Linked DNA regions of Mus musculus: region 1 is linked to region 2. A link is a contact called in public promoter capture Hi-C data. All regions are on one chromosome and are shown on one strand. The core of a region is the stretch at or near the end of the contact, and the rest is flanking DNA. Distances in the headings are between cores, read along the strand shown.

Region 1 (3,280 bases), core at 76-2,575, 600 kb after region 2:
GAGCAGCCTTCGAGAGATTTAGACCAACTGAGGCACCTGGGAAGGATATTCTCCAACCTGCTGAGCTGCCTGCAGGCAGTGGGAAGAGCTCCAGGTTCCCAGCTTGGTGAGCTGTCACCCATGCTGGGTGGGCTTTGGTGATGCAGCTGTCTCTGAGTCATTCCTGCTCCTGTAAGCAACCCTTCACCCATATTCCTCTAAGTAACTCCAGCAAAACTCATTAATTCATGAAGCTGGATATTGGTACTATCTGTACTTTAGGCTGTCGTGGGCTCCCTATCTGGGGTGAGCAGACAAGTGTGTTTCATCTCCCCAGGAAAGGTGTGTGTGTGTGTGTGTGTGTGTGTGTGTGTGTGTGTGTAGATTCACAGCAAGCTGCCCAGGGTCCCCCATGCTGCACCCCCCAGGCAGTGCTACTGGTCACATGCAAAGCCTCCCAGAACTGCTTTGTGCGGGGAGTAATGGTAAAGCAATGGAGGCCAGGAAAGAGTTGGCGAACACCGTAAGCAACAGATCTTCATCCTGCCGAAGCCTCTCCTGCACACAGAGGGAGCCAGACGAAGCCATTTCTTTAGGAAGAAACCAGCTACAGGAGGGAGGGGGGCTGGGATCAAGGAGAAGGCAGAAAGGCCCTTGGTTTATCGGTTCCATAGCTATAGATTAATAGACCTGTGCCCAGAGAGGATGCTTCACATAGCAATGGAGGCCTCCAGCCCACCTAAGATTCTTCCTACTCTATCCTGCCTGCCTCTATGCCGTGCTTGGAGTTTTTCCTGGTCAGTGAAGTTCTTTCCAGTGTCTTCCCACATGAAGAAGAGGGGGGCAGAAATGAAGGCGGTGGGCATCCCCAACACACTCAGCCTCTTTTACACCATTAGCATCTCCCTTGTAGTCAATACTGAAGCCCAGAAAGGGGACTCAGAGTCAGCCTCTCTCCCCACCGGAAACCATCAACAAGGTTATCTCAGAGCTAGCTCAGGTTATCTCAGAGTTTAACAGGTGATGGCTCCTTTCAGCACCACTTCCCGGGAGTTCCAACCTGGGAGGTCTTCCGCGGCTGAAAGCCTGCTTCCACCACCCAGGGCCCAACAGAGCTATGAAAGTCAGGACTTGAAGTGAGTGCCAGGCCCTGACTGTGGTTTCTGGGGATGAGAGGAACACTTGGTGCCTACGCAGGACCAGAGAGGGAGGGGCTCGGCTTGGGCCAGCAGCGGCTGTGTAAGCTGCCCCGCCTGTCGGCGTGGGGACGTGAGAAGCGCTGCTTCCTGGCTCCTGTCCCGCGCCTGGCCGCCCCGCCACGTCACCGCGCGGCCAAGGGTGCGCGCGGCGGGAGCGCGCCAGCAAGGAGGCGCGGCACCGGCCTGGGGCACCGCGAGGAGCAGGGACGGGGACGTGGCAGCGCCCCGCGCAACAGAAAGTTCCCTGGGAAGTTCTGCGCGACACGGCGCGGGAGCGGCGGGCGGGACCATGAACGTGTTCCGAATCCTCGGGGACCTGAGCCACCTCCTGGCTATGATCTTGCTCCTGGTGAAGATCTGGAGGTCCAAGAGCTGCGCCGGTGAGCGGCGCCCGGGGCGGGGCGGGACCGGACCATGGTGAGGACTTAGGCTCAGAGGGAAGCCGGGCGCGCGCGCTTCCAAAAACTTCAGCGAAGTTTTTCGACATCAGAGGATCCGGGAGATTATGAGGGAGCGTGGCTTCTGTCTCCATGAAGAGCCCTACCTCACGCTTCTCGCCCTATCCTTAACTGGGCAGCTGGCAGTATCACGGCTGCTGGGCGAGGAGTGGAGGGGGACCTTCCCCTGGGAGGAGACCATATTTGAAGTCGCCTTAGTCGTCGAGTCTTCATTCTCTCCTGCCTTTTATTTCCCCAGAGAGAGCCTTTTCCTGCCAGCTGGTGATATCAGCCTGGCCCAGGGATGTGGAGCTGGCTCTGAGTGGAAGGCGTTGGAGGGGCTCGCGATTTGTCTACAGGTCTAGCGGCCTTGCTGGGATGGGAAATATCTGGAGGCTGGGTTGATGATTTCAGTCCCCGGGTTAATAAGAAGCTGCCCATTGTCTTTCAGCCATCTCCGTTCCTAGCGTTCCCTGCCTGTCCCAGGCATGCAATTGAGTGTGAGCTCAGACTCTACCAGAGCTGGGGAGGCAGAGAGCAGCTGAGGGCTACGTGGACAGAGAGGATGGGCAGGGTATGTGCTCAAGGTACAGGGTACGGTGTTGAGAACACCCGTGCAAATACGTAGAAGCCACAGGGCATAGGGCATGTCCTGGGAAGGACACAGGAGGAAGAGGAATCCAGAAGGTAGGATGGACTAATGGTGAAAGGCTTTTTCCGGTCACATTCGGGATCCAGGATGAAGGAAACCATCGAAGAAGTAGGAGCAGAGGCAGAGGCTCAGCAGGTCTCTTGAGACTCCGGAAATGGAGGTTGAGAGCATTTTGAGATGTCACCTGGGAGGCTGATCAGGAGAGGGACTTGGTTGAGTATGGATCAGACACATTTTGGATCCAGTGGCTCTGGACTGAATTAGACGTTACCGGGGGTTTGTAGTAGTCAGTTGCCTGAGAGATCGTCTCTCACGGCCCTTCTGCTTGCTGGGCCTGTGACTTTGCTTTAGAGGTCCGGGGTAGGATTGGGGGAGTGCTTGTTACCTCCTCCCTCATCCTGTGAGGGACACTGTGCCCTGATACCCCAATGCCCTGCCTTAGGGAGCTGACCTACTGAGAGACCAGCAGAAAGCGACAGGAGGAGCAAATCAGTATGCGTTGCTGTAGGCGAAAGAAAAATGGCAGCTGGTGCCAGCCCCAAATGCCAGAGACACACTGGCCACTGTCCCACTGTCCTGCTGAGTTGTGTAGCCTGGGGCTTCTGTTTCCCTATCAGTCAGAGGGACTCACTCACGGTGTCTCTCTTCTCCTGGGCTTCTGGTAGGGATAGTGTTTATGTGTTTATGTGTGGAGCCACTATGGGTAGAACCCTGAGCCTACAAGGTTAAGAGGACTGGAGGATATAGTGGCCAGGTATCCCCCATGAAGCTGCTGCCTAGACTGTCCTAATAGGGCAGGTGCCTCTTTGGCAAGGGCTTGGTGAAGGGGCAACACAGCCAGCCCCACCTGGTCTAGGTCGCCTCCCCATCTGTGTCACCCCCTATAGGAGTTCCTTTATGGCCTCGTCTGTCTCCCTGCTAGGCTCTACTCAGGTCCTAGGTCTTGGTCACATGGCTCCAATCACATGTGCGGGGGATGGGGGGGAGGGGAAACAGGACTACTAGTGAGGAAT
Region 2 (3,599 bases), core at 582-3,081:
TACAGAATCTGCCCCCCATAAGGAGGAAAGGGGACCAGTGGGGTATCTGTTGCCTTCCTGATTTGAAGAGCCCTGTGCTTGGCGGTTTCTCGGAGCTGCTTGTCTTGAGTATGGTTCCCACATGCTAGTTTCTCACCCAGATAAGAGTGCCACCTGCAGGTGAAGTTTCCGAAGCCATGAGAAGGGACTGGCCAGCGATGCCTGGGCCTGAGATGAAGTGTTTGAGATTAGCGTTCGCCTAGGTCTTCCTCCCACCCAGGGCCCCGTTTGCACAGCCTCTCAGGATCATGGGTTTCTCTTCTGAGACAGTCTAGCAGTTCCACCCAGTCTGTGTTCTGAAGACCAACACGCCCGTGTGTGTGCGCACACACACATAAACACACAGTTTTCTCGAGAGCAGGGATTGAGCTATCCATGGCCTTCCCTGAGTTGCTCTGTGTAGTCCCAGGCTAACGCTCCTTTCAGCTCTACACCTGAGGGTCTTTTGGGAGTGGGCTGGCAGAAGTGGGTCAGTGCATCTGGAAGCCCAATTTAGTAACCGAGTGGAGGCAGGGGCATGCTGTCTATGGTCTTCTAGGCTAAGAAACCCATTACAAAAGGCACAAAGAACAGAAAATAGTTGGGCCTCAAAGGCACGGTTTTTCTTCGGTCTCTTCCCTTCAGTTGCTCTGGGTTAGACAGCTACAGTTCTGCTTAGAACCAAAATATTGTGACAGTACAGATCCCTGTTCATCCCTGGTCCCCATACTTTGAATTACTGGTTATTCAAAGGCTTGACAGATTAAAAGGTTTCCGTCTACAAAATGGAGACCTAGGCAGTTGGGATCACCCCATCAATAAAATGGGTTACCAATTGGGCCTGGCCATCAAAATAGTGCCTAGTGCCCCCACACACATAAAACATGAAATCAGATCTCTGGGTTCCTGTCTTACAGCCATGTGTTTGATTATCTATTTATTTATTTATTGGGTTTTTTTTTTGTTTTGTTTTTTTGTTTTTTGAGACAGGGTTCTCTGAATACCCTTGGTCCTAGTACTTGCTCTGTAGACTAGGCTGGCTTGGAAATCAGAGCTCTTCCTACCTCTGATTCTGAGTGCTGGGATTAAATGTATGTGTTCGCATCGCCCGGCTAGAACGTTTTAACATTCATCTGTGTGGATGTGTGTGTGGAGGTCAGAAAACAACTGGAAGGAGTATGTTCTCTCCACCGTGAGGTTTCTGAAGAAGGAACTCGGGTCCTCAGCCTTGACAGCAAACTGCCATCATCTGCTGAACCATTCCACTGACCTGTACCTGTGTTTTAAAAATCATTTATCTAAAGCCATCGAACTATAAAGTATACATCTTACTAAACGGAAATTATACAACAACAACAACAAAAAAAAAAAACAAGTTCCCCAGGAGACTCCACAGCACAGTCAGATGACCAGAAGGATCACTGACCAGGTCTAAGAGCCCAGGCCAGCTTGCGAAGTCACGGGTGATGGAGCCCTGGCTCCATCACATCCACATGTTTCTAATGAGCCTCAATGGTTCCGAGGGCAACAAGATGTGGCCCGAAGACAACATCTCTCTCAGCCTCTGTTTTTCTCCTAGCAACCATCTGGCCTACGTTTTTAATTGGCTGGGAAGCGCACGGCGATTCGCTGCAGACCAGGCTGTCTCTTCATTGGTCGCCTCCTTCTAGTGGCGCCCGCGGTCCCGCCCCTTTCTCCGAGCTCCTTCGGGATCGGCCAGCACCTTCGACTAAATTCTAGTCGCTATTGGCTGAAGCCTGTGTTCGTAGCCCCGCCTCCTCCCCGTTCTGCGCGCCAATTGGTGAAGCTGCCCCTTGTCCACGGAGGGAGCGCAGCGCGCGCGTGCGAGCGGCCAGCCGGCTGCATGGCGCGCTGCGAGCGGCTGCGCGGCGCGGCCCTGCGCGACGTGCTGGGCCAGGCGCAGGGAGTCCTGTTCGACTGCGACGGAGTGCTGTGGAACGGCGAACGCATCGTGCCGGGCGCCCCTGAGCTGCTGCAGCGGCTGGCGCGGGCCGGCAAGAACACGCTGTTCGTGAGCAACAACAGCCGGCGCGCGCGGCCCGAGCTGGCGCTGCGCTTCGCCCGCCTGGGCTTCGCGGGGCTGCGCGCCGAGCAGCTCTTCAGCTCCGCGCTGTGTGCCGCGCGCCTCCTGCGCCAGCGGCTGTCCGGGCCGCCCGACGCATCGGGCGCAGTGTTCGTGCTGGGAGGCGAGGGGCTGCGCGCTGAGCTGCGCGCCGCGGGGCTGCGCCTGGCGGGGGACCCCGGCGAGGACCCGCGCGTGCGCGCCGTGCTCGTAGGCTACGACGAGCAGTTTTCCTTCTCCAGGTTGACCGAGGCGTGCGCGCACCTGCGCGACCCCGACTGCCTGCTCGTGGCCACCGATCGCGACCCTTGGCACCCGCTCAGCGACGGAAGCCGGACCCCCGGTGAGCACGGGACTGGGCGCGGGGATGTGTGCTGGGACCTGACGCGCTTTTCGGAATTCCTGCAGCTGCCGCCTGTCGGATAGTGGCCGAGGACCAGTTTGACACACGAGCCACCTTAGGCTCACTGTAGCTCAGGGAATTGCAGGTGGGATACAGATTTGGAACCGGCCTCTTGGGCTTTTGTCATTGGCCCCACCCACTTTGCAGGAGGGTTTGTCGAAGCGGTCTGGAAGGATGATGCCGGTGGAGAGCTGGATCCGCGCATCCAGAATCAGGGTAGTGGGGAAACTAGGGGGTAGTGGAGCTTGACCTTAGGCCAGTGGGGAGACTGGAAGGTAGTGGAGCTTGACCTCAGTTCCAGTTCTGGCCCTGTTTGGTTAACCCTGTGAGTTACATAACCTCGGAACCTGGTTTCCAGTGGGGTTCTTTACCATGTCGGTTATCCCCAGGCTTTTGAACCCAGCCCTCTAGTTTATTAATAGCTTCCTGAAGCTCCTTAATGGTGCCTTCATTTCCTTTCCAGATTAGTTCAAAAATAAGAGTTTTGGCCCATTTCACAGTTAAAGAAATTGGTACTTAAGGGAGGTGAGCTGCCAGGGAACACACAGCATAGAGCAGGGGAACCTGACTTGGCCTTTGGGGACCCCCCATCCATCCATCCACCCATCCAAGAGCAGTCCAGGCTGTTCAGGCCTGTACCTAAACAGAAGCGCTGACCTCTGGCATGAGCCCCAAGAGATGGAGGGATCAGAGACTTACCAGATAGTGATGAATGGCTATAGACAGGTTTGGTTCCTCCAGATGAGACATGGACATATCTCTGCCACTCTCTTCTGCTAGCCTTTGGCTCACATAGTCCTTGATACCAAATTCAGGGGTTCTGCAGGGTGGTATTGCAGGAAGTGAGGGAGTCACGGGTTCGAGATGGGGCAGTGAAATGGATGCCTGTGGAGAGGATCTGGGAAGCCTTCCCGGAGGAGGCATACCGTCAGGCTGGTGTAGCCGAAAAAGGAAGTTACTGTCTGGGCCTTTCCTGGCTCTGCCTGAGACCTACCCTCACCTCATACATGAACCTTCTCCCCACAAATCTAGAGGTCACAGCTGTAGCAGCCTTTTTTCCCCCATCTTGTTACTATCGAGTCCGATTTCCCAAAA

The links. Promoter capture Hi-C pulls out the DNA fragments that hold promoters and counts their contacts.
Region 1: a promoter capture Hi-C map of neural stem cells shows a contact between it and region 2. The contact joins the promoter of Kdelr3 here to the promoter of Pdxp in region 2. A contact is called at or near these places in 4 of 39 promoter capture datasets (embryonic stem cells, liver and neural stem cells), 1 of 484 Hi-C or Micro-C datasets (uterus) and 1 of 9 other capture datasets (liver).

What each region holds. Positions count from the first base shown.
Region 1 is chr15:79,515,083-79,518,362 of GRCm38.p6, forward strand. It overlaps Kdelr3 (KDEL (Lys-Asp-Glu-Leu) endoplasmic reticulum protein retention receptor 3), which reads left to right and starts at 1,326. Exons shown (of 5, transcript NM_134090.2): 1 at 1,326-1,558. The coding sequence starts at 1,468.
Region 2 is chr15:78,912,088-78,915,686 of GRCm38.p6, forward strand. It overlaps Pdxp (pyridoxal (pyridoxine, vitamin B6) phosphatase), which reads left to right and starts at 1,832. Exons shown (of 2, transcript NM_020271.3): 1 at 1,832-2,444. The coding sequence starts at 1,883. It overlaps Gm30368 (a long non-coding RNA gene), which reads right to left. Exons shown (of 6, transcript XR_003951546.1): 5 at 3,204-3,599; 6 at 117-207.